2 separate regions of the Anas platyrhynchos genome follow, and region 2 is linked to region 1. The links are chromatin contacts, called in public Hi-C maps. All regions are on one chromosome and are shown on one strand. The core of a region is the stretch at or near the end of the contact, and the rest is flanking DNA. Distances in the headings are between cores, read along the strand shown. Region 1 holds the start of LRRK1 (leucine rich repeat kinase 1). Region 2 holds the start of CHSY1 (chondroitin sulfate synthase 1).

Region 1 (6,061 bases), core at 3,187-5,686:
GCTAAATAATGAAAGCAAAACCAAATAAAATCAGTAGCACAGAATAAGCAGAATACATACGGAGAGTGGAAAGAGTTCCCAGAGCTCCCTGTGACGCTGGTGAGAAACGTCTTTAGACAAGACAAGGCAGCCTCTGAATAAAGTACCAGGTTTTGCTTCATAGTTGCTGATAAAATCCAAAATAAGGCTGCAAAAACATTAGCTTCTACTGAAGCCTGCTTACTCACTACGAAGCGTCAAACACACCTTCATCCCACACTTAAAACGCAGATGCCGCCTCCTAATGAACTGTTTGTTGCACGGGGGGAATACCGTTATACAATAAGCAGAAGGCTATTTCTTGATGCAGAAACATAACTGGGTTTTGGCTCAGAGAAGTACAGCACTGCCTAGGAACTGAAGGGTTCTGCATTAAGAAACTGCCAAAAATAATACGGCTGTTCAAAAAAAAAAATCAACAAAAAACTAATTAACAGGAAACAACCTGAAGCATACGTCCCTTCCTAAAGAGAAATTTCCACCTATGGATTTATTATGTTGTCTAAATGCAGACCTCCTAATCCATCCCACCAATACATTACTGTAAGTTACTGAACCAAAGCTGAGAGCAAAAGTGGAGCAGGCTAGTATCTGCTCAGCCTGAGAAACTGTGCTCTGATTTTAGCAGCTTTCATACCCTGAATACACACTGCATCAGTGGCTGGGAACATATTTGCATTCGCATGCTGAAAAAGCACAGATCTTGTAAAACATATTTAGGAACTGCTGAGACATGATACATGTATTGACTAATTCCGTAGGCTTTGGGAGAAAATTGGTCTTCACAGAAATGCTATTCTTATCACCTGAACAGTCCAACGTCATTCCCCTTGCAAGTAAAACTCCTTGTTCTGTACTGTAGATTTTCTAAAATTAAGGCTCAAAGCACTCAAAGATCTTTCATATATTCAGATTTCATTGAAACTCAGTGGCAGCTGTCTAGCGAGTTCCCTTAAAACCTTCCGCTCCCAATTTGAACAGGAAAGAAAAGAAATCGTCCTATTTACCATTCTGTGTGTCCATGTTGCTCTCTCTGGAAACAGCGGATTCCTCAGTTCCCACACACCAGTACATTCTGGGTCGTAGTTGTGAAGATTGCACAGGCAAACTTTCTGCAGCACTCGAAACTGAGTAGTGTTGTCCTAGCTGAGTGATCTCTGTCAATTAAGTGCAGGAACGGAGCGACTGCTAGTGAGCACCATCTTGAAGAGCCATAATCTACCCTGTTTAAAAATAAACGGCAAAACAAATTAATCATTCTAGTAGAGAAAGTGCAAGATGCTTATTCCCGTCTGAATGCTACTTTGCAGAAAAGCACCCATCAGCCTATGCAAATATAAATACAATTATTTCCATCATGGCTTTGTTCAAAGAACACAACGTGAATTAACAGAGGAGACTAACAAAGTCTGCACTATAGAAAAGATAAATGTTCCCAATTTTTCTCCACCAAAGCTGACTCTTTGGTGAGTCTTTGGGTGGAGGGTGGCGGGGGTGGGCCTGGGTCACAGCTGCAGTTTCAGACTCTCCACAAGCTAGTGTAAAGGCAGAGCATTGAAACGACGAAACGCAGCTGGAAAAATCCTAAATGCAACCTCAAAACCTTTCCCATCCGCAAAGAAGACTGTGGCTCTTGTGCAACTCCACCGTGAGAAACTGAAAAATAGTGACGTGGTTTCTGAGCCCATTCTCTATAGAATAAACAGAGCTAAGAGAAGCACACCAGCTTCTTTCCTCTCTGCCCAGTCCTAGAGAAGTCCAGTGCTCTCGGAGCAGCAGGCTTCTTCAAACATGTCCAGGGAGGCAAACTAAGCCCCTACAAGCTCTCGGAGGTTGGCTGCTGCTGTACAAGAGCTCGGAAGAAGACTGTACAGCTCAGTCTCCCAGGGCTCTGACTTCTTCAAATCTGCACACCTGCACGTTTTCTCTCTTCCACCACTACAGGTGAGTTTGCAGCATGTGCCCAGCCAACGCCAGCGCTCCTCCACCTTCTGCTTTCAGTTTCAGCCCGTGAATGCCTCTCAGATGTAACTCAGTGCCCTTTACCTTTGATCCTGATTAGATTTTCTCATGCTCGGCATGTGATGCTGAAGTTTTGATCCAATGTGGCAAAGCACACAGCCCACCTCGTGCTTCAGCAAGCAAGACCCAGGCGCATTGCCCCGTGAGCAGAGGTGGCATCCTGTGCTGGGATCAGGACCAGGGGACGCACAGGGACACGTGGATCCGTCCCCACTCCCCAGGAAGCTGCTGCCTGCTCCTCCCTCATCACACAGCGTTTTAACAGCGAGCCAACACCGTTAAAAATGACTGAACGCTACATCAACTGTTTCCAGGCAAAGACTTGAGTTTTAGGCGCACTTAGAGCAAAACTGAGCTTCTGATGACCCCTACTTCGTGGTGCCGGCAGCAGGAACCAAAACTCGCAGCCCGAGCGCCGTGCACATCCTGCAAGCTGGGCAGCGGGCGAAGCCACAGCCTGCGGTTTGGCTCTGGGGTGTTTTTCAGAGACGGGAAAAATGATTTGGGTGCCACAGAGCAAATAACGACATGGACTGAGAGGCGTGGAGCAGGCTACAGGCAAGCGCTTTCACACCCCCCCACGGCCCAACACCTCCTTCGCGGCAGCACGGCCGCAGCTCTAAGCGGCCACAGATGGCCAAGCAGCCAAGCACCAGTGCGTCCGTCCGTCCATCTGTCCGTCCATCCTTGCCACAGACCACAGCAGACACGTGGGGGTGTCGGGGAGGCTGCTGTGCCTCCCAAAAGCTGTCCTGGTCGCTCCCTCTGAAAACGAAGGGGATGTGATGCTGGCAGCACCGAGCCCCTGCCTTCCCGACACCCTCACCATCAACGTGCTGAGCAGCTACATCAGAACAAACACTTCCCCATGCAAAAAAAAAAAAAAAACAAACCAACAAAACAACAGAATAACTCTTTTTAGCAGATGCTGGTTTTTGAAGCGTTTCCTTGCTGCACTACTGGGGCACACCATGTCTGAAGAGCTTTGAGAAAAATCATCCCGCACCCAATTTTTAAGTCTCTACCCGGATTACTGCGTGGGGTGGAACTTTCCTTGTACATAGTGAAAGGAAAAAACTTATATTTTTCCTGAAACTGTGATAGTGAGTTCCCTTTAACTAGTGAATGCTTCAGCTCTAAGTGCCTTAGTGTCACACAGCCCCTGTGCAGGCTCCTGTATTTCCCTATTTTGGGATCTTTGTGTATACACTAAAAGCGTCCCTGTGGTGCTGTTACCTCAAGCAAGACGCACTCAACTGCAACACGTGCAAACACCAGGTCTTAATTTGATTTAGGGAGAGAGAGTGACTGGAAAAACAGCACTACTTGAGTCCTACGGGCTCTGCAGAATCCCATTCAGGAGGGAGATGGTGAAGAACAGATCTGGGTGCAGGTTTACATCCCGCCTCGTGTACTCCCAGCATCTCTCCTGAGCCTCCCTTACTGCCAGCTTTCAGGTGCTGCCCCAGCACACCCAGCCGTGCCTGGCATCACTTCCCAACCCACAAGCAATCTCCACAAACTTTGATGTTTCTGAAGAGCTCATTTAGGGCCCGGAGCTGTGGTGGACAAGGCAATGGGGTCTGAAGAGGCGGATAGCACCAGCGGGGTGCCCCCAAAAGGGCTGGGCGAAGGCTCCCCAGGAAGCAGCAGCGGCTGCCCGGTGAGGAGCAGAGCGTGGCTCAGACCTGTCACCTGCTGAGGGCCTTTCGGCGACACGAAAAATCTGCGGAAAGCGGCAAATTCTGTGATTCTGTGAAATCGCTGCTGCCCCCTTCACAAAGCAGGCACCGAGAGCCAGCCACCCTGCGCCCTACCCGGGTGTAAAGCTCAGCAGGAAGCAGGAGCGGCAATCACACCCAGTTTCCCTTCGGGTCTCCCCTCTTCCTAGCGGCCACACGGAGGGGCCGAGAGCACCGAGGGGCTTTTCCCCGGCCCCGGCGGAGCCCCCGCGGCCACCCCGAGCCGAGCCGCCCCTCACGGCCCCGGCCGGGCTCCCTCCTTCCCGGGGCAGAGCCTCCCGCCCGCCGCTTGCTGAGGAGAAGCCGCCCCCCCTCGCCCCAAAACTTCGCTCCCAACTTTTATTTCGCTTTTATTTCTCTCCAGCTGCCCCCCTCAGCGTGCTCAGCGCCCCCCCTCCACCTCTCCCAGCCCCTCGCCGCCTTCCCCTCAGCGCGGCCCCGGCGGCGGGGGCAGGTGCGTGCGGGGCGGCGGGGGGCCGGGGGCGGCCGTACCTCCTGCGTCCTGCCGGGGCTCTTCTCCTCCTCCTCCTCCTCCTTCTTCTCCTCCTCCGGCCGGCCGCCCGCCTCGCTGTGCGGCTCGGGAGGCGGAGGGAGGAAGGAAGGAAGGAAAAGGAGCGGGGCAGCAGCAGCGCGGCGGCGCCTCCTCCGCCACCGGCCCCCGGAGGCCGCGGTGAGGGCGCGGGCGGCGCCCCGCGGGGCTTCGGCGCCCTCCGCCATGCCGTGAGGGGGCTCCGTCCTCACCGGGTCCCCGCGGGGTAGAAGGGGCTGCTGAGGGCTCCCTCCGCTCTCTGGGCACATCTACACAGGCTCATGCTGCTTGTTTTTAATTAATTAATTTATTTATTTAGGAAATATTGGATTCTTGAGGTGAAGCAGCTGAAGTCCCCGTCTCTCAGCCACGTTATCTGGATGGCTTCGTCAGTGCTGCCACCACACCACTGTGCCCAGAGCGCGGCTGCCAGGCTGGAGATGAGTCCTGTAGCTTCGTGGTGGAGGCTTGGCCTTGCCGATACAGAGACACGTTGAAGGGGATTTACCAGAGGCCAACATTTATCTGTTTCAGAGCCCTGCCAAGGGCTTTCACTGAGACACAGTTTCACAAAGTTGATCATATTTAATAAAGTGACAGAACAGTTTCAGAATTGCTGCTGATAAATATAATAGTGCTAATATACGATAACAGTGCAAGCAAAATGCTATCCCAGGTATTACTCCTTGCTGAAAGGTGCAGAGTTTACCAAGGTGTCCCTCTCTTGGTGAAGGAGAAAGAGCACAGCCCGTTGACTGCCTCTTCTAGGTTTCCAAATCCTTCTCCTCCGCCCCCCAGCTTTTCTTTTTCTCCTCCCAACTTTTTTCCATCTTTTTTTTTTTCTTTACACTAACTCTTTTATATCCTAACCTTATCTGTTCCCTTCTTGGGGTGGCATTTAGCATGATTTGGGTGAACAGCTGAGTACTATAACCACATATGTTTACTATGTACTTTTATTAATCTCATTATCATATTCAGGGAGTTTTAACTTTAATATTCATTTTATACATAATAAAGCAAAAGGTTTCACTCAGGCACCATGGCCCTCACAATCCTGCCACCAAAACAAGGCCATCCCACCAACAAAAGACTCCCTCAGCAGCCTCGTACTGAGCCTGAGATCCTCCATCCACAAAGTTGGTGTAAGAAACAAGAACAAACTGCTCAACTTTCAGCTCCTTTGCCCGAGGCTGGTGCTTATCAGTGACTCTGACAAGTCTTACTCTTCTCCACGCAGAGTTCATCTGAGATTTGTTTCTGTGCAAATTGCTCCTTTTCCAGATTGTGGAGCGGGTTTGCGCCTTTTAGGAAAAGCAAAGCAAGATCGCCCCCTTTCTGCCGAAGGTGTTAGTCCAGCTAGGGTGGTGTTGGACACGTCCTTTCCCCATCACAACCCAATTAATTTCCTGATACCAGGTGACTTTTATAAAACCTGGTACTACTACGACTTTATTTTCCCTACCCACTGGACCTACTAAGAGAACACCATTTCTGCATGACTTCTGTTTTGTTATTCATTATGATTCCTTAAATTATGTACAAAGATTTTTGTGTGTGTTTTGTTTGTTTGTTTGTTTGTTTTTTCCCTGGCCCAAACCAAGAAATGGGTCTCTGATGATTTCCTGAGGAGGGAAAAAGCCACATCCATGCGCTGAATGGCTGCTGCAGTCTGAGACTTGCTCTACGGTGCTTCTTTGCTATGCTCATGGAGACACAGAGAGGATGG
Region 2 (6,233 bases), core at 1,578-4,077, 140 kb before region 1:
CAGCTCTGCCTTTTCCTGTAATTCGCAGGCCACAGTGTCTTTCCCTTGAATCAGGAGATTTTTCCTGCTGATTTGGAGCACGTTGAGAGTGAGCCTGTTCCTGCTCACGGACTTGCCACATCTTCTTTTGGAAAGGAGGAAAGGCCTCCTTAGTTTAGTTTCAACATCTGTCGGCTTGCTGAGTTTTAGGACCCGATATTCGGGCTTATTTGGGGAGAGGGGAGGAGCAGCGTTTGGGGAGGCCCCTCACCAAAAAAAGCTTTTGAAAGTAAAGGAGCCGGAGTGGCACAGGCTGAGGGGAAAGGGATCAGGGAAACAGCAGAAATAACAATAATCCTGAGAGGCAGAAGGGGATTGCAGTAGTGGGGACAGAGTGGGGATTTGGGGATTTCCCCCTGTGCAAGGGAAGCACTGCCCAGCACAAAGGGGTTTCGTGGTATAACTCGTTTGGGATCATTTTAACAGAAATGGACTGAGGTGGATGCTGGGTCCCACTCCCTGATCCCAAAATGAAGTTTCCAGGTGAACAACTCTGTGCTGGCTTTGTCGGAGCAAAAGCAAAGCTCCCGGCAAGCCCCAGCCCGCGGGGCTCTGTGCCGGTGGCAGTGGTGGCAGCGCAGCCCTGCTCCAAGTGGCACGAGGATGCTTGACGAGCCTTTGAGGAGCCCTTCTGGGGGATCTTCACCACTCTTATCTGCCTGGCAGCAATGCAGGACTGGTGGGAAACTGCAAAGGTTTGCTGCACCCAGGCTAGTGCTGCATTTTTAACCCTTTCCCCGCGTTCTGCGACTCTGGAAGGCAAACCGTGTCAGCCTCAGAAACCCCTCCTGCCTTTGGGCTGGTGTTCGCCAGGCAGTGCTTCTCCTCCTCTCCTTCCCCAGTTTTTCTCTGCCTCCCGTCTCTTCCTGTCTGGCCCTTTTTTCACTCTCCCTGCCTTCTGCCTTTTAGTTCTTGTCTGTTTCTTCCTCTTCCTATAAACGTACATCTCACGCGATCCTGCTGCGCTCTGCCTGTTGGCAACCGAAAGGAGACCTCCTGCTCCTTTCTGTTTGCTTGCTTGCATTTCTTCTCCGCTTCTATTTCTGTTTTATTTTTGTTTAACGCCATCAATTGTCATGGCACTCAGGTAATTCATTGCTCCTGACATCGCCAGAGTTCATCGGTGCTGACCTCAGTATCAGCCTTGCGACGTCAGAGCGCCAATAAAACCATGCAGAAGCGTTTTTTTTCAAGACACATCAGCATTTATTAAACCATCGGATTGCAGTATTACCTGACGCTTCCCAGAAATGTGACACGCTATAGGAAGATTGTAAAAATCCACCGTATGTGCCCAGCTTGGTGTCACTGAAGGCTGGCACAGTGGTTTCTTTCACAACGGCCCTTGCTCAATAACAGACTTTCTGAGCTTGCCATGGATGAGACCATGACATAAAGAAATGGTAAAAGATGCAAAGGGAAAGGCTGGCAACGGGAGATGCAGAACTGCAGGGGAAGTGGAAGGAACCACGCCGATAAGTGGATGGTCAGTGGGCTGGGCCAGCTGCGTTTGTTCTGCGAAGACTGCAGGCTTTTTTTGCTTGAAAATGTCAAGGGTTTGGGGCTGTTTGAAGCCGAAGCACTCTGCAGATGAAACGCACGTGGGGAGTTAGTGCAGCCAGATTAAAGAGAAGCACTTCACCCTGCCTTCCCTCTGCCGAGCAGTCCTTACGGCCTTAGGATGGAAACAGCCTGACCTATTTCTGCTAGCTTTAATTAGCAAGGTGGGAAAAGAGAACTGCCCCGGCCTTCTCTTCCCAGGCAGATGAACAACATGGCACAGGGTGAAGCCAGGGCTGGGGCCCCACACACGGCCAGGGGACGACACCAAGGGCCTGGCTGTGGGACGGGGCCGCGTGGCTGTGTCCCAGGGGTGTTTTGTGGTGTGGGGATAACGAGCTACCTGTGCTCAATCCATCAGGGTGCAGAAGGGGCAATGGAGCATTCCTGTCCCTGGCTGTCCTGCTGAAGTGTCAGCCCCAGCACTCCCCTCCCTGAGCACCCACAGTGCCACCTCAGCCACAGCACTCCCTGGGGTCCCATTCTTCTCTTTTACCTCACAGCTCCCACCCCACAACCAAAAAAAACCCAAATCCCCACAACCCATCCCCTACTGCCCCCGGGGCTCCTCACATCCCGGGGTCTCCACACCCCCCAGCTTCCCATCTCTCTCTTTTACCTCCCAGCTCCCACCCCACACCCAAAAACCCCCCGAACCCCCCCCCAAATCCCCACAGCCCCCCCACCCCGGGGTCTCTGCACCCCCCAGCTTCCCATCCCTGTCTTTTACCTCACAACTCCCACCCCACACCCCAAAAAAACCCCAAAACCCCCCCAAATCCCCACAACCCAACCCTTGCTGCACCCGGAGCTCCTTGTATCTCGGGGCTGCTCACCCTCTAGGTTCCCATTCCTCCCTTTTACCTCACAACTCCCACCCCACACCCCAAAAACCCCCCAAATCCCCACAGCCCACCCCTTGCTGCCCCTACAGCTCCTCACCCCCGGGTTCTCCGCACCCCCCGGGGTCCCATCCTTCTCTTTTACCTCACAGCTCCCACCCCACACCCAAAACCCCCCAAATCCCCACTACCCATTCCTTGGTGCCCCCACAGCCCCCACCCCGGGGGTCTCCGCTCCCCCCTTTCCCTCCCCCATCCCCTCAGCGGGAGGGGGGGGGCTGGCTGCGGGCGTCCCCCCTCCACCCCGGGCGGAGCCAGCGGCCGCGGGGCCGCACACGGCGCCTGTGCCGAGGGGCAGGACCGGGGCCGGGAGGGGAGGGGATGATGGAGGGGAGGCGGGCGCCCCCTTCCCTCCGCTTCCCGTCCCTTCCCCTTCCCCCCATGGCGGCGCTGGGCGACTCGGCGCGGCTGGCGGCGGCGGCGGTGGCCGAGGAGGAGGAGGAGGAGGAGGCGGTGGAGGCTGTGGTGGCGGAGGGGCTGTGAGGAGAGCCGCCCCCCCCCCCACCACCACCACGCTCGGCTCCGGGGTCGCTTGGAGCCGGGCTGTGGGGGCATGGCGGGCCGCGGCCGCCGCGCCTGGCTCAGCGTCCTCTTGGGGCTGGTGCTGGGCTTCGTGCTCGCCTCTCGGCTCGTCCTGCCCCGAGCCTCCGAGCTGGCTGCGGCGGCTCGGCCCCGCCGTGCCCGCCCGCTGGGCTGCCGCCCGCCGCCCCCTCCCCTCGCCGCTGCCGCCGCCGCCGCCGTCGCTGCCGCCTCCCAGCCTCGCCGCCCCGGCCCGCAGGCTCGGAGCTTTCTCTTCGTGGGGGTGATGACGGCGCAGAAGTACCTGAGGAGCCGCGCCGTGGCTGCCCACCGGTGAGGAGAGGGGACGAAGTGGGGGAGGTTTTGGGAAAAGGGGCTCCCCCCCCCCCCCCACCGCCATCACCACCTTGGGATGGGGCGCACTGAGGATGGATGGACGGACAGGCGTGTTGTTGAGGGGTGGCTCCGTTTTTGGTCTCGGGGGACCGTGGTGGTGGTCGCTGAGGGGTTTGGGGATGGCCAAACCCTCGCCTCGCTGTGCCCGGCACGGGCAAAGAGCTGCCGCCCTCCCCTTCCCAAATGGGGAGCTGTGGAAGCGCACACAAGGCCGGCTGCCCTTCCCAAAAAGACCTATTGCTTCTTCCCTCCCGAAGGCAGCAATCTCCCATTCCGAAACCAGCCACAATAATACATAACAGGCTCAAAAATAAAAGTTTGGGGGCTGCCGGATAGGGAGCTGGATAAAAAATCCCCCCACAACCCCGCGTCCAGGCGAGGAGATGGAGCCCCAGCAAACTGCGCCTGGGAACAAAGGGGGAAGCCGCTCGCTGCCTCCGCTCGCAGCTGTGCCAGGTGGAGCCGGCTCAGGAACCCTCTCCTGGTGGCCGTGCTGGGGTTAGGGAATGATTTGTGCCCTGGACGGTGTGCCTCAGACCCCGGTGATGGAGGTGATGGTGTAGGGACGGGGCTTCAGCCCTCAGCCTCAGCGCCTGGCGTGCCGGAGACGTGGCCCTGCCGAAATAACGCCCCTCGCTCCGGGAGGCCGGAGGAGTTGGGAGCTGAAAATGTCAGCCCGGCTCCGAGCAGGCCACAGGGGCTGCGGGGTGGGTCTTGGCCTCCTAAAACATCCCCTCGGTGCCTGTGCTGGAGGAAAGGTTTCTCCATCGCCTCCCTGCCCCGCTGGGCAACGCGTGGCCCCGCTGGCCGGGCAGGGCGCGATGGACGGGGGCTGTCTCCTCCTGGGAAGGGGCAGCTCTTGGTATCAGCACCAAAACTCCGCCAAATTGCTTAATTTGGGCAATCCGCAGCGTATTGTGCACCAAAGAGGGCCGTAATGGAGACTTAATGCCTTCTTTCGGCAGCAGACCCGTAATTAAGTTACAGAGGGCGTGTGACGGATCCTTTGAAAGGGGTGAAGGAATGCGTTTCTTCAGGGTTCTGTCTTTTTCTTCCCCGTGTGGGATGGAGCGCTTTGGATTGCAAATCCCACGAGGAGCCCTGCGATGCCCATTTACATCGGGGAAGGCTGGAGTCACGCTGGGACATCCCCTACCAGGTCCTGTGGCAGAGCCAGCGGTCTAGCAGCCACCCGATTTTGGGGCAGGAATCCCCAAAAGGACGGTGATCGCGGCATTGTCCGGAGACGGGTGTTAGTCCTGGATGTTTTCCCGTGCTGGTGCGGGAAGGGCTCTCCCACCTGGATTTGCCTGTGCTTGCAGGAGAGCTCGGAGCCAGATCTGCAGCGTCTGTGCACGAATAAAACAGTTAAAGATGCAGCTTGGCGGGTCGGGCTCCTTCAGCCCCGGGAAGGAGGGCTGAGCATCACTTTTTATTGTGCTTCTCTTTTTGGTTTAACCTCCAGAGGGGCTGTCAGCTCTGGGAAGGGCCGAATGGGGAGAGCTGGGAGCGTTGCGGTAGGGCTGAGGGCGTTTTTCTCCCCGCTGCTGGCAAAAGAAACGAGCTAATGTCCTGGTGACAGGAAGGCATCTTCGGGGGAAGGTGGGGAGGGGGAAGAGGAAGACGAACCTGAAATCCTAAATGGCTTTTGATTGCCATGAAGCGCTGGGGCAGACAATCGCTGGGATTACCACACTGACAAAGCATCCTGGGGAGCTGAATCGCTGGCACAGCGAGCCAAACGGGAAGCTGCTCGCAAGGCTTTCCCGGGGTGGCAGCGTGTGCAGGGCCTTGATACCGCTGAAAGGAATTAGGGATTCAGGGGCTGAATGCCTCCGCGCTGCCGCGGCTCAAAGGCCATTGACGGGCAGAGCTAAAAGGGGCTGGAGCGGAAAGCATTCGCTGCTCCTCGCTGCTGTGAATCCCGATAGGGTCTAACAAGAGGGGAAGCAATCCACTTCCTGAACATCAATCACGAGCCAAATGACCACTGCAAGGCAAAGCGGGCCCGCTGGATTTCCAGGAGCCGCCGGCCCTTTGAAACAGTCGGGCTTTTGTGCTCTGCGAGGCAGAGAAATAAGCTTCAGATCTCCAGGTTTTGGTGTTTTTTTTTTTTTCTTTTTTTGCAGGGCGGATTCGTAGCTTCGGTGATTGCATCTGACAGCCAGGTTAGAGGAGCTTCCCTTCGAGCAGGCCGGCAAAATGCGGCCTCAGAAACAGCAGTGTCACATCAAAGGGCGTGAAATAGCCAGGAAAAGAGCAGTGCAGGAAGGAGTTAAAGGACGGCCGGGGTTCAGGGAAAGTGCAGCACTGCGTGCTAATGGCTTTGCAGTTGAGGGGAGTTGTCCTGAAAGAGCTGCAGGAAGGAGAGGCAGTCAGGGCTAAGCACTCTCCCTGCAAGATTTAAGCCTGCTGTCTCAAGAATAGAAATATCGAGCCGTTAACCCTTTTTTCTTTCCCTTTTTTTTAGCGTTTTCCATAGCAACTAGATTTCCAGGGAAACCCGACAGGAGAGCAGTGCGAATGCTGCTGATGGCCGGGTGTCAGAGGTTGGGACACGGCGTGAGTGCCCCGTGTCCCTGCAGGAGCAGAGCCGTGGCGTTTCCCAGGTTGGGTATTATCTGGCTAAGCCCACTCCAGCTGCTGCCGGCGCATAATGCAAACCACATTTCCATGCCTTTTTTTTTTTTTTTTTCAATTCAGAGCCCAGAGCTGGCGGCTGTGGGGTTTTCTGGTCACTAGCGAGGTGGGAAGGTGGATTGGGGGGTGTGCGTTCACATCTCCTGGGAGAATTCACGTGCAGTGGCTGTGAACATC

The links. Hi-C and Micro-C count contacts between places; a contact is called where the count stands out from the background.
Region 2: a contact with region 1 is called in a Hi-C map of subcutaneous adipose tissue, with 4 times the contacts expected there. The contact joins the promoter of CHSY1 here to the promoter of LRRK1 in region 1. A contact is called at or near these places in 2 of 8 Hi-C or Micro-C datasets (skeletal muscle and subcutaneous adipose tissue).

The regions. Positions count from the first base shown.
Region 1 is chr11:21,917,839-21,923,899 of IASCAAS_PekinDuck_T2T, reverse strand. LRRK1 (leucine rich repeat kinase 1) reads right to left here and starts at 4,436. Exons shown (of 34, transcript XM_038184842.2): 1 at 4,296-4,436; 2 at 1,047-1,262. The coding sequence starts at 1,113.
Region 2 is chr11:22,055,064-22,061,296 of IASCAAS_PekinDuck_T2T, reverse strand. It overlaps CHSY1 (chondroitin sulfate synthase 1), which reads left to right and starts at 2,827. Exons shown (of 3, transcript XM_038184984.2): 1 at 2,827-3,353. The coding sequence starts at 3,055.